Regions from separate parts of the Mus musculus genome. Here region 1 is linked to region 2. Evidence: chromatin contacts called from public promoter capture Hi-C data. All regions are on one chromosome and are shown on one strand. Each heading gives the region's core, a stretch centred on a gene start, on an enhancer-like site or on the middle of the called end of the contact. The rest is flanking DNA. Distances are from core to core; before and after follow the strand shown. Region 1 has its middle 57 kb from the start of Gm46968. Region 2 overlaps Adamts9 (a disintegrin-like and metallopeptidase (reprolysin type) with thrombospondin type 1 motif, 9).

Region 1 (4,987 bases), core at 1,805-4,304, 430 kb before region 2:
TACAATTAAGAGTCTTGAAGTCTCAGAAGAGACTTTGAACTTTTACACTCTGTTGAGACTGTGAAAAACTATTGGGACTTTTGAAGTTGGACTAAATGTATTTTTGCATTATGATGTGGCCATGACATATGTGGGTCAGGTGGTGGAATGTGGCTCCGTAGGCTCATGGATCTGAGTTCTTGGTCACAGTGCTGGAACTGTGTGAGAAGTTTGAGGAAGTGTGGCTTTATTGGAGGAGGTGTGTGGCTGGGGATGGATTTCGAGGTTGCAAAGGTCCATGCCATTCTCAGTTAGCCCTCTTTGCTTCCTTCTTGTGGAAAATAAGTAAACTCTCAGTAACTGTTCCAGCCCCACGCCTGTCTGCCTGTTGCCATGCCTCCCTACCACGATGGCCATGGGCTCTAAGCTTTGGATCTCTGAGCCCCCAAACTGAATGCTTTCTTTTATGGTGTTTTGGTTATGGTGTTTTGTCATAGCACTAGGAAAGTAACTAAGACAGGGACTTACCTTCTACCTTTAGGGACCAAGCAAGAGCAAGGGCAATAGTAAGTCTGTCATGTTTTGGGAGTCTCTTGGACAGAGTTGATTTTTGTCCTTATAAACACAGATCAGTGTAGTCGTCACCCTCCATCAAGGAAGCTTCTTCTTGAAACAGATAGAAACCATTACAGAAAACAACAATCAATAAAAATTTGAAGTTATGAAGCCCAATCCCAGTGGATCCACCAACAAAGCAATTCCTGCACCTAAGGCTCAGGAATCATTTTGAAAGAGAGGTTAGAAAGAGTGGTTAAGAACCAGAAGAATAGCAAGTCTGCTGTGAGTTCGTGTCTCCCAGGAATGTCAGAAGCTACACCATCAAGTCTCATTAACACGACTGCCTCACAGGAGCTAAACACGGACAACAACTATTAAACATGTTAGCGTGTATGAAGGTGGAGGTGGGAGGGATAGCTCAGGAGTCCTCAACACTACGCCAAGAACTACAGGTACTCAAGGAATTCAGAGAATCGGAGAAAGAATATTCCCTAGGGACAAGCATACCAATTGACTATCCAATTCCAATGGTCAGTCCTGAAAACATAAATACAAGTAGCATTGTATAGACTGAACCGACTATGCATATGCATTTAGGAATATGTATACATATGTGTATCTAAGAAGTAATGAAAAATAGGCCATACGTTTGAAAAGGAGTGAGAGTGTCAGAGGGAAGAACTGGAATGGGGAAATGATTTAATATTGTAATCTTAAAAAACAAAACAAAATAAAACAAAACACAACATTCCCAATGTTTTTGTTTTGTTTTGTTTTGTTTTTTTTAAAGAACTCGGGAAGACAATTCAAAAAAACTCCAGGGCAGCTGAAGAACACGCTGACAATAAGCCCAACTTTCCTTCTCCTGGTGAGATAGCTAAGGTTCCAGTGCACGGACAATTGTGCCAAATTCCCCTCACTTGACTTGCCACACTCTAATTTCTCCTGGGACACCACAGGCTTCCTTGTCCCTGCTTCTGAGTTTGGGACTAGAGACTCTGTCCCTGTGGCCTTCTGCTGTACTGCCATGGCCTAGCACAATGTCTGGTACTGGTCAAGTATTAGGGAAACAGGACTGTTTCATCTGTATGCTGAGTTTGTGCTTAAACAATTATTCATAAACTTATTAATACTATCAAGCTAGAGAAAGGAACACAGATAGCCCAGAAGTATCAGAACTCTCTGGGAGCCTAAGAAGGGCTGGGGAATGGCTCAGTTTGGTGAAGGGCTTGTCTTGCAAGCATAAGGATCTACATTTGATCCTTAGGGTACTCGTAACTCAAGCTCAGTCTGGTAGTGTGTGCTTGTAATCCCAGTACCGGGAAGTTGGAAACAGATGGACCCTGGGCTTGCTAGCTAATCAGTCCACTCAACTTTACAAATTCCAGGCTGGTGAGAAAGGTGGATGGCTGAAAAAAGTTGACATCTGATCTTGTCCTCTGGCCTCTCCATACATATGTACATACATGTACACATGCACACAAACATATGTGCATACACGCCCACACACAAAGAGTAGAAATACAGTAGGCATTAACAACGGTGGCCTGTGGATAGTAGAGGAAATGAATTGGAATCTGGCACTGACTCCCCATTTATTCAGGCAAAAATCTTAATAATTTTGCTTAATAGCTTTGAGTTTCAGTTTTCTCATGAATGAATTTGAGACACCAAAACATGAGATGCCAGGAGACGTAGAAGCCCTGTGGATGGCAAACTCGAGACAAACGATTGTCTGTGAGTACAGCCCACACTGGGAGTCCCTTTTAAGAGTTGCAAGTGGATTAGCTTGGAACCTCTTGTGTCCTGGGTTTATGTAAAAGGAAAAGAGTGGACAAACTTGGTTTTGCACAGCTTCCAGTTAAACTTTTCTATAAGGTATATGATGTCACCACTGTAAGACCATAAGTTTATTGAGATACTAAGGAATAGAGTTGCTGGATGGGTTACATATAGAGACAATCAATGGGTGGCAAAGAGTAGGAAGTGTAAGCTGAATTCTCCACGGGTGTCTTTCTGCAAGGTCCAAATATTGGCAGTCCAGCTTAGACTGTGCTGCAGATAATTGGTACAAGGGTTTCTGGGGCAATGTGTTCAATCATCAGCCAGACGTTGTAGGCAGGTTATTTTTAGCCTGATTACTAAACGGAAGAATGTGACTTTGAAAGGCATGCTTCAAGAGTTCTCTAGGGTAGACAAGTTTGTGTGATCATTACTACCAGGAGTAAAGTTCTGTTTGTCTAACCAGATACGTTGAGCTTGTGGGGAAGTCCTTGAGGAAGCATGAGGAGCTTAGACCAACACAGATATCACATTAAAGAGTCTTGGTGTGCTCAGGCAAAAGTAGTGCATACTATACGTTGGCATGACTTCCTCCGTTCCTCAGTTATGAGTCAGAGTTGAGTTTTGGTTTGGTTTTTAGTTGTAAGTGATAGAAACTGATTCAAACCAGCTTACACAGAAGGGAATTTACCAGATTTGTAACTGAAAAGTCCTGAGGATTCATGGCATGCTGGCTGCTTGCAGATTCTCAAACAATGACCTGGTTATGCCCCCTCTGCTTTCCTTCTTGCTTCCTGCACAGTGTGTTAGTCTTACTCTCTTGGGTTGACTCATCTTTGAAATGTCCCCAGCAGACCTTGGCATATCCTACTAGTTTAGCCTCCATACAGGAAAGGAGTCATTTATTAATCAATTTCATCAAAATCTCTGGCTCAGCCTGGATTATTCCTTGTACTTTTCCATCAGTCAAAGAACTGTGAGAACCTTGTGAGCTGGAAGCCACATCCCACTTCCCACCATCCGAGATGCTGAGCTTGGGATGTGTTATGATTTGAAGGTGAAGTACACCTTGCAGGCTCGAGCGTTTGACCTGTTCCCAGCAGGTGCCATTGTCCTGGGTAGTTGTCGAAATGCTACAGCCTAGGGCGTATGAGGCAAATATGGGCAAGTAAGGTCGAGTTTTGAAAGTTAGAGGTCATTTCTTGCTTTCAGTCCCATCTTTGTTTCCTGATTTGCCAAGATAGAAATAAACCAAGCTACAAGTCTCCCCACTGCCCCTTACTGCTTGAATAGTTAAGCCCACTGAGGTCATGAGACAAAATAAATTCCTTCCTCTTTAAGTTGCTTGAGTTGGGTGTTCTGACACAGTAAAGAGAAAATATAACACCCAGAGAGGACAGCATAGTCACTGGGAAGGGCAACAGGAAGTTTCCTCTTCCCTCTTCCCTGGGAGTCAGAATTTCCCATTGCCTCTCTATGGCTTGTTTTCCTAGGGTAAAATTCCCTCCCACTCCACAGTGATCTGTCCTCAAGAGATCTGCCTCTTGCTCACTGATGATACGCCTCTGGCAGCTATCTGTCTGGAGATTTGAAACCCTGAGAGGTCTGTGTTCTGGCTGCTGACTTTCTCCATGTGAGCGAATGTTCCTGGAGATTTTCTTCTCAACACATGGGCTTCCTTTTGTCCCCTTAGTCCCCATGAAAGTCTGTCAGAAAACTCCTGCAGTCCCTTCACAGTTGGAGAAAGAAGGATGATGCTTGCCGGTGGGCTGCCGGGCAGTGCTGCTTCTGGGGTTTCCTAGGAAACATGGAGATGCCTGCCTCTGTGTGTCATCTACATAGCATCATCAGCAATAGAATGGGCGTACAGCTTATCTTAGCCAGAGTTCCCAAAATGATCTACCCATGGCCAATCTGTAAAGTGCATTTAGAGAACTAATTACTTAGGCATTTTCAAATGAGACTCATTGTCCTAATGTGGGACAATTTACTTTATTTGGTGAGGGTTGACATGGTATGCAATATTTAAAACATAAAATACCTTAGAATATTCATGCTCATGGGGCGGCAAAAGGAAGAACTCCATTTATCCAAATTTACCTGAGGATCTGACGATTTTGAAAAGGTCTAGGAGACAAACCAGGGACACTTCAATACAATGTACATGTTTATTTCATACAGTGAATTAGCCCTCCTGGAGGGCTGGCTGTAAAGAAACAACTTTGGAGGCTGAATAGATGACTAAGAAATTAAGATCATTTTCTGCCCTTGTAAGAGACTCAAGTTCAAGTCCCAGCACCCAGGCAGCTCAGAAAACTGTAACTTCAGTGCCATGTGATCTGATGTCCAATTAAAAATAGTAATAAATAAAATGAAAGCTTTTTTTTTTAAGACAGAGTTTCTCTGTTAAAGCCTTGGCAGTCCTGGATTCACTCTGTAGACCAGCCTGGCCTTGAACTCACAGAGATCCACCTGCCTCTGCCTCTGCCTCTGCCTCTGCCTCTGCGTCCCTGGCACTGACATTACAAGTGTGTGCCACCTACCATGCTTTTTCATGTGGTATGTGGGGATCTGAGGTCAGATCCTCATGTTTATTAAATAAGAACTAACTGAGCCACTTCTCTAGCTCCTAATCTACCAGGGATTAGTAACCAAACAATATTATTTC
Region 2 (5,577 bases), core at 966-3,465:
TTTGTGATGGCTCACAATTCAATTATTTGAGAAATTGACCTATAACTTATAGCCTGCAGCCTTCCATTCATAACTGTGCCAAGAGCCATTCATCAGTCAACAGAAATGATAATTCACTGCAGGGCATTAGGCAGGCACCTAAGGGTTAATATACCTCAAAAATGACAAAGAGAGAAGCAGAGTACATTTTCAGCTAAGGGGCAATGTGGGCTTTTATTTATATGATTGTATCTATTCTTTACAATGCCTTCCCTTTCCAAAGTGTGGAAGAGGCTGTAAAAAAGCATTGATATCAGAACTATTAGCACTGCCTAGCCACTCTTCCTGTTAGAAGGATGAATGATATGAGGACTCTGAAAGAGTCTTGAAGGCATTTCTCTGTGACCCTTGCTTCTAGGTATTCTCATAGGGAGGTAGACTGAATATTACCCAGCTTACCCAGCTCTTTATCTAGTCTAAGGATTAACATGCTGATCATGGAGTTGTACTTAAAACCTAACTCTACTGCTTCGCAGTTTTGTGGCCCTGGGTAAGTAATGTCACTCTTAGGCCCTCAGCTCCTTCCTTTATGTAAAGGGCCCCTAATAATACGTAAGCCACTGTTTCTTTGGGATTAAAGGAGAAATGCTAATGTATTTTAGTCCAGTGCCTGGTTCATATTAACAATTAATTAAGAGATGCCTAATCTAGTGGAGATGCCTAATCTAGTGGTTAGTAATTATGGTCAAAGTTCCTCTTTGGGTAACCTCTTTTGAATCTTCACTTATGTCAGATTAGTTCAGCACTAGAACTGAGAGATTCTGAGGGGCTCTTTCTTTATATAGTATGTAGTTTATGATGCTATTCTATGATGGCTGTAGCTTATGTGTGTTTGTTTCATAAATATGTTTTGACTAGCTATAGTGTACAGAGAAATAAATAAATATATGCTAACTGGAGCTACATCTACTGTCTTTTTCCATCATCCACATAGTTCTCTAGGCCTACCATTCATCAGTATTTTAAACTGGAACCCCAATTCTATAGCCTTGTCTTTACATTGTTTTTCATGGGCCTTTTGCCTTCCCCAGTGTTGTGACACTTTTGCCCTGTTCATTTCATGTCTCTCTGTATTGGCAAAGACAGGCCTGAGCCTTGCAAATGGCCTTGCATCCTCTCTGATGGCATACTTTACGGGTGACATTTAACTTTATTTTGTTAAAGGCAAAATGAAAGAAGAATCCAGAAAAGCTTCTTGCTTGAAATTAATGATTTAGGTATCATTTGCAAATTCTGTAGAATCAGAAGAGAAAGACTTTGAGAAGTAATAAATACAGTGTCTAAATAGAGCTCCATCCATCTACCTCAGTATGATGTTAGCCATCTGACTGCCAGAGTCATTTAGAAGAATCTCTCTTTTTTGCTAATAGGCCCCAGTACATGACATTCTCTTGGACTTTCAATCCTTGTTATTTTCTACCTGCAAGTAATCAATCCTGGGCTTAGACGTGTATGCTAGTTGATCAGGATCCCTCACTACACATTTCACATAGACACAACCTCATCTGTCGAGACTACACATCATCTAGGCAGACACTAGACAAGGGCTGTCATCTTAGACCACCCACCAACGCACATCTTTCAGACATCTGGTACAGTTCGACCAGTCCTGGCCTACATTCTTCCAGAGCTAGAAGCTTCAAGTCCCACCAAGATGCTTCCTACTAGCCATATTCCATGAGCACACCTGCCCCCCTCCTCTTCTTACCTCCGTATTCCCCTCTTCTTCCTTCCGAGTTCTTTGTGATGCACTTGCTAAGCCCATACAGAACTTCGTCATCATAGAGATGTCCATATCCTCAGCAGTGCCACAGCCCAGAGAACTCATTCCCTTCGCTATTGAGTCCTTCTCCATCAGACATATACACCAGGGTTGTTTGCAGACTTCTTGATGGCTAAGGAAACATGACCCTTAGCATAAGTGAAAAGACAAATGCCAGGATCCTTCAAGACCAGGGCCACCAGACCACATCCATCCTCACGTCTAGAGCTACTTCTCCAGAGAGCTTAAGCCTTTGGGGAGAAACTAAGAGCACACTGCCTTCATCTTGAGTTTCCTTCCCACCAGCTGAGTTGAAATGCAGGAATTTCACATTTTTAGACGTTAGTGAGTGCAAAGCGTCAGCACTTCTAACCACAGCCCAGCTTCTAGCATGCCCTTTGAATGGCCTCACAGAAACAAAAGCTTGAAATCTCAGGCATTCCGACTGGCTGACCTTGGTGTTTCTAAGTATCAAGCAATGATAATGCTGTTTGGAGGCTTGCTTAAATTTGGGGTGGGGGTTGGGGCAAGGAAGAATCAGTCTCCTAGCTATGTTGAGTCATTTCCCAAGAGAAAAAAAAAAGTCAGCATTCCTGGCAAACTAGGAGGCTATTTCGGCTGCAAATGTAAGGAATTAAATGTTCCCAGGAGCAAGAACTTTGAGATACGTAGCCAATAAATAACAAGTACTAGATGACATACTAAGATGACATACTAAGTATAAATACCGTGTGTTGGTGACGCAGGTTGATGTAAATGTCATTTTTTGCCCTGGAAAAGGTGAAATGATCAGACAGAATTTTTCCTCGGAATGTAAGAGCTGGAACCTGTGTTTATTTGATTATCACAGTGACAGCTCCTTTACAAAGTCACACTAGACCCATTAGTGAGCCTGGTAGATTTGAGTATTTTTACCAACAGCTGATTTTCTTCAATGGTAATTTAGAAAACATTGAATGAAGAGTGTTTTGCTGTCAGATGAGATTTCGTGAGGATTTCCAAATCACTTTGAGATCTTAATAATCCCAGACAACTAACATGTGTGGTGAATCATGCTAAAGTAGCACTTTTTTTTCTTTCACCACTTCTATTCAAATCCCATCCAAAGTAAATGCGCATGGAGATGAAGGGGGGCAGCTAATCTATATATTGAAGGCATAGTATTTAGAACTTAGTTTGTTCATCACTGGCTCATTGGCAATGACGTTAGTGCCAAACCTCGCATGAGTCATTGACAGCAAAATTCTTGATTACTTTTGTTTTTTCACTGCACTGTCATTGTTCCCAGTAGAAGTATATCTTACTTGTATTGGAGCAGCGTGTGTGAAACACAACTCAAGGCTTTGTGGTTGCACTGTTTTACAGATAGCACGACTTATCTCCAGTAACAGCACCTATCTCTATTATCAAAGTGTATTGGGAGGTTGGGATAGCTGAACTATACAAGCTTTAAGGATGATAACCTCTTAGGGCAGTGTCTGGCACATAGTGAATGTGAGAACGTTGAAGCTTTTCTAATTCTGACTCTATAGATCATTACCAACGTTTAGACCCTGTCTTCTGATGACCCTGGCAGATTATTAACTCTCATGAAGTCTCTTTGCCCGCTTCACATTGAGGTATAGCTTGTTTACAGTTTGCACACTGAACTGACTATTCCTAAGGATGTATTTGCACTAATTTCACCCATGTTTATTTGATGAGCATTAAAAAACTAGATTGTTTTTAAACTCTAGCCAAGCAAATGTTACCACCTACTATTAATATGCTTTCTGTCAGACTTATTTCCTACAAATAAAAACACCCTTGACTCCCAGTGGTATTTTTCCTGCCAGTGGGTACCATCTTTAAAATGGAAACGAATATTATCACCATCTGTTCAGCTGCCCAAACCAGAAATCTGATTGTCATCTTTTGCCCTCTTCCCTTCATGCTACAGCTAACCCATAAGGTACTATCATTTTTATTTTTTTTCAAAAAGGTACAATCTTAACCTACCAACTTTCTCCACCCAAACCTTCTATCCCAGTGGTTCACAACCTTCCTAATGCTGTGACCCTTTCATACAGTTCCTCATGTTGTGATGACCCCAACCATAAAATCATTTTGGTTGCTACTTCAAAACTATAATTTTGCTACTGCTGTGAATCATAATGTAAATGTATGATATATGTGAAAGGGTCAGTCGACCCACAAAAGGATCACAACCTACATGTTAAGAGCCTCTGTTCTAGCCGGGCATGGTGGCGCACGCCTTTAATCCCAGCACTCAGGAGGCAGAGGCAGGCGAATCTCTGAGTTCGAGGCCAGCCTGGTCTACAGAGTGAGTTCCAGGACAGCCAGGGCTATACAGAGAAACCCTGTCTCGAAAAACAAAACAAAAAAAAAAAAAAAAAAAAAAAAAAAAAAAACCTCTGTTCTATGTATTCATCCAAGCCACTGCCACCACAGTAGCTCTTGCCAACACAAGTATGGTGGGTTTCTTTGTGGTTTATTTCATTTCCAGTGACCCTGTATTCATATCTGGTACTTGGCTCCATAGTCAAAGTAGAATTTTCAAAACAAAAATTAGACGATTCCTTGTCCCAAATTAAGTCTCCTCTAAGATTTCCCATAATGTGCCAAATATAATTCAGTCTCATTTTTATGACCTTCAAGCTTGCCTGGTGTGGCTGAGTGGAAGACTTCAGGGAGCCCTCTTTGAATCACTCCAGCTATTTGTTTCTTAGAATTCAACTCAGTGAATACTCATATGCAATATTTACTTTTGTCATCACTTGAGCAATATTAATTCCCATAACTGGTCTCTATGCCCCCTGAGGTCAAGGACTATGTCAATTTTGTTATCACTGTGTCTCCCGTGTGTCATATAATTCCTATCACATGGCATGTACACAATAGATGCTCGGTTCATTAAGCAAATGAACTTATCCCAAATTGTTATTATGACTTCATAGTTTCTCATTGAAGTAACATTTTTAAAATGATTAATTTATCACTTAAAATAGAGATTATCTTTGTGCAAGTCATTAGCTGTTCTCAGAGACTGGAATTCTAAGAACTTTATTGGAAAAAGCCTTTGAAAATTATACTAAGTACTCTACATGTACCCAGACATTGTAGGTTAATTGTTGCCCTTTTTGTTTAGATACAGGCATTCCAACTAGGCTTCCCCCTTCCAAATTATAAAATATTAAGAGTTTCATAATGGCTACTCCAAATCATATATTCATGAATATTTCACATCTTAAAGTAAAAAGTTAAAGCCAAATGCACTAACATACATATTTTAAATTCTCTACCAGCTCTGGTTGAAAATTTTATAATGGTTTGCTTTTTAACAGAAAAGCATTTTTGGCACATTTATGAATGGCATAACTTTGAGGATGTCTGGTAATAATGATACCACTAGTATTAGACTCCTTGTTTTACATGGAGTTGTTTGTCTATTAGGCATCAAAGGGCACTTTGGTAATTTAAGCCAAAAAATAACAAAAGCTATTGGACGGGGTGGAGATAAGAAACATGAAATCAAGAGAAATGTAATGTGAAATCTATTTTCATTAAGACTTTGCCTTTTATTCTCCATTCTTAAATTTACTCCCCCTCTAGAAAGCAAGACAATTATATTGGGAAATAAAATGTCTTTAAAGATCTGAGCCATCAGTTTATGATGGCTGAGTAAAGTCTCGTAATTGCTAACGAAGCCTTGGATGTTGAATGTCTCAGTGCGTCCGTTGGGGCCAGCCTCTTGCCTGTTCTACAAGAAGCTGTCA

Evidence for each region. Promoter capture Hi-C pulls out the DNA fragments that hold promoters and counts their contacts.
Region 1: a contact with region 2 is called in a promoter capture Hi-C map of the 3T3-L1 cell line, with 2.3 times the contacts expected there. The contact joins two enhancer-like sites. A contact is called at or near these places in 9 of 39 promoter capture datasets (the 3T3-L1 cell line, 3T3-L1-derived adipocytes, the C10 cell line and 4 more), 1 of 115 datasets of contacts at active chromatin or transcription factors (embryonic fibroblasts) and 2 of 9 other capture datasets (adipose tissue and liver).

The regions. Positions count from the first base shown.
Region 1 is chr6:93,255,443-93,260,429 of GRCm38.p6, reverse strand. No RefSeq gene overlaps it. Among named protein-coding and RNA genes, the nearest start is that of Gm46968, 57 kb to the left of the region's middle. Within about 2 kb of position 3,054, at least 57 of the 459 cell types and tissues checked have an H3K27ac peak or open chromatin away from gene starts, as enhancers often do. A contact at or near this core is called in adipose tissue, where this site is marked.
Region 2 is chr6:92,824,274-92,829,850 of GRCm38.p6, reverse strand. The region is part of intron 28 of Adamts9 (a disintegrin-like and metallopeptidase (reprolysin type) with thrombospondin type 1 motif, 9); the gene reads left to right. It overlaps A730049H05Rik (RIKEN cDNA A730049H05 gene), which reads right to left. Exons shown (of 5, transcript NR_169152.1): 2 at 1,748-1,934. Among named protein-coding and RNA genes, the nearest start is that of A730049H05Rik, 11 kb to the right of the region's middle. Within about 2 kb of position 2,215, at least 38 of the 459 cell types and tissues checked have an H3K27ac peak or open chromatin away from gene starts, as enhancers often do. A contact at or near this core is called in adipose tissue, where this site is marked.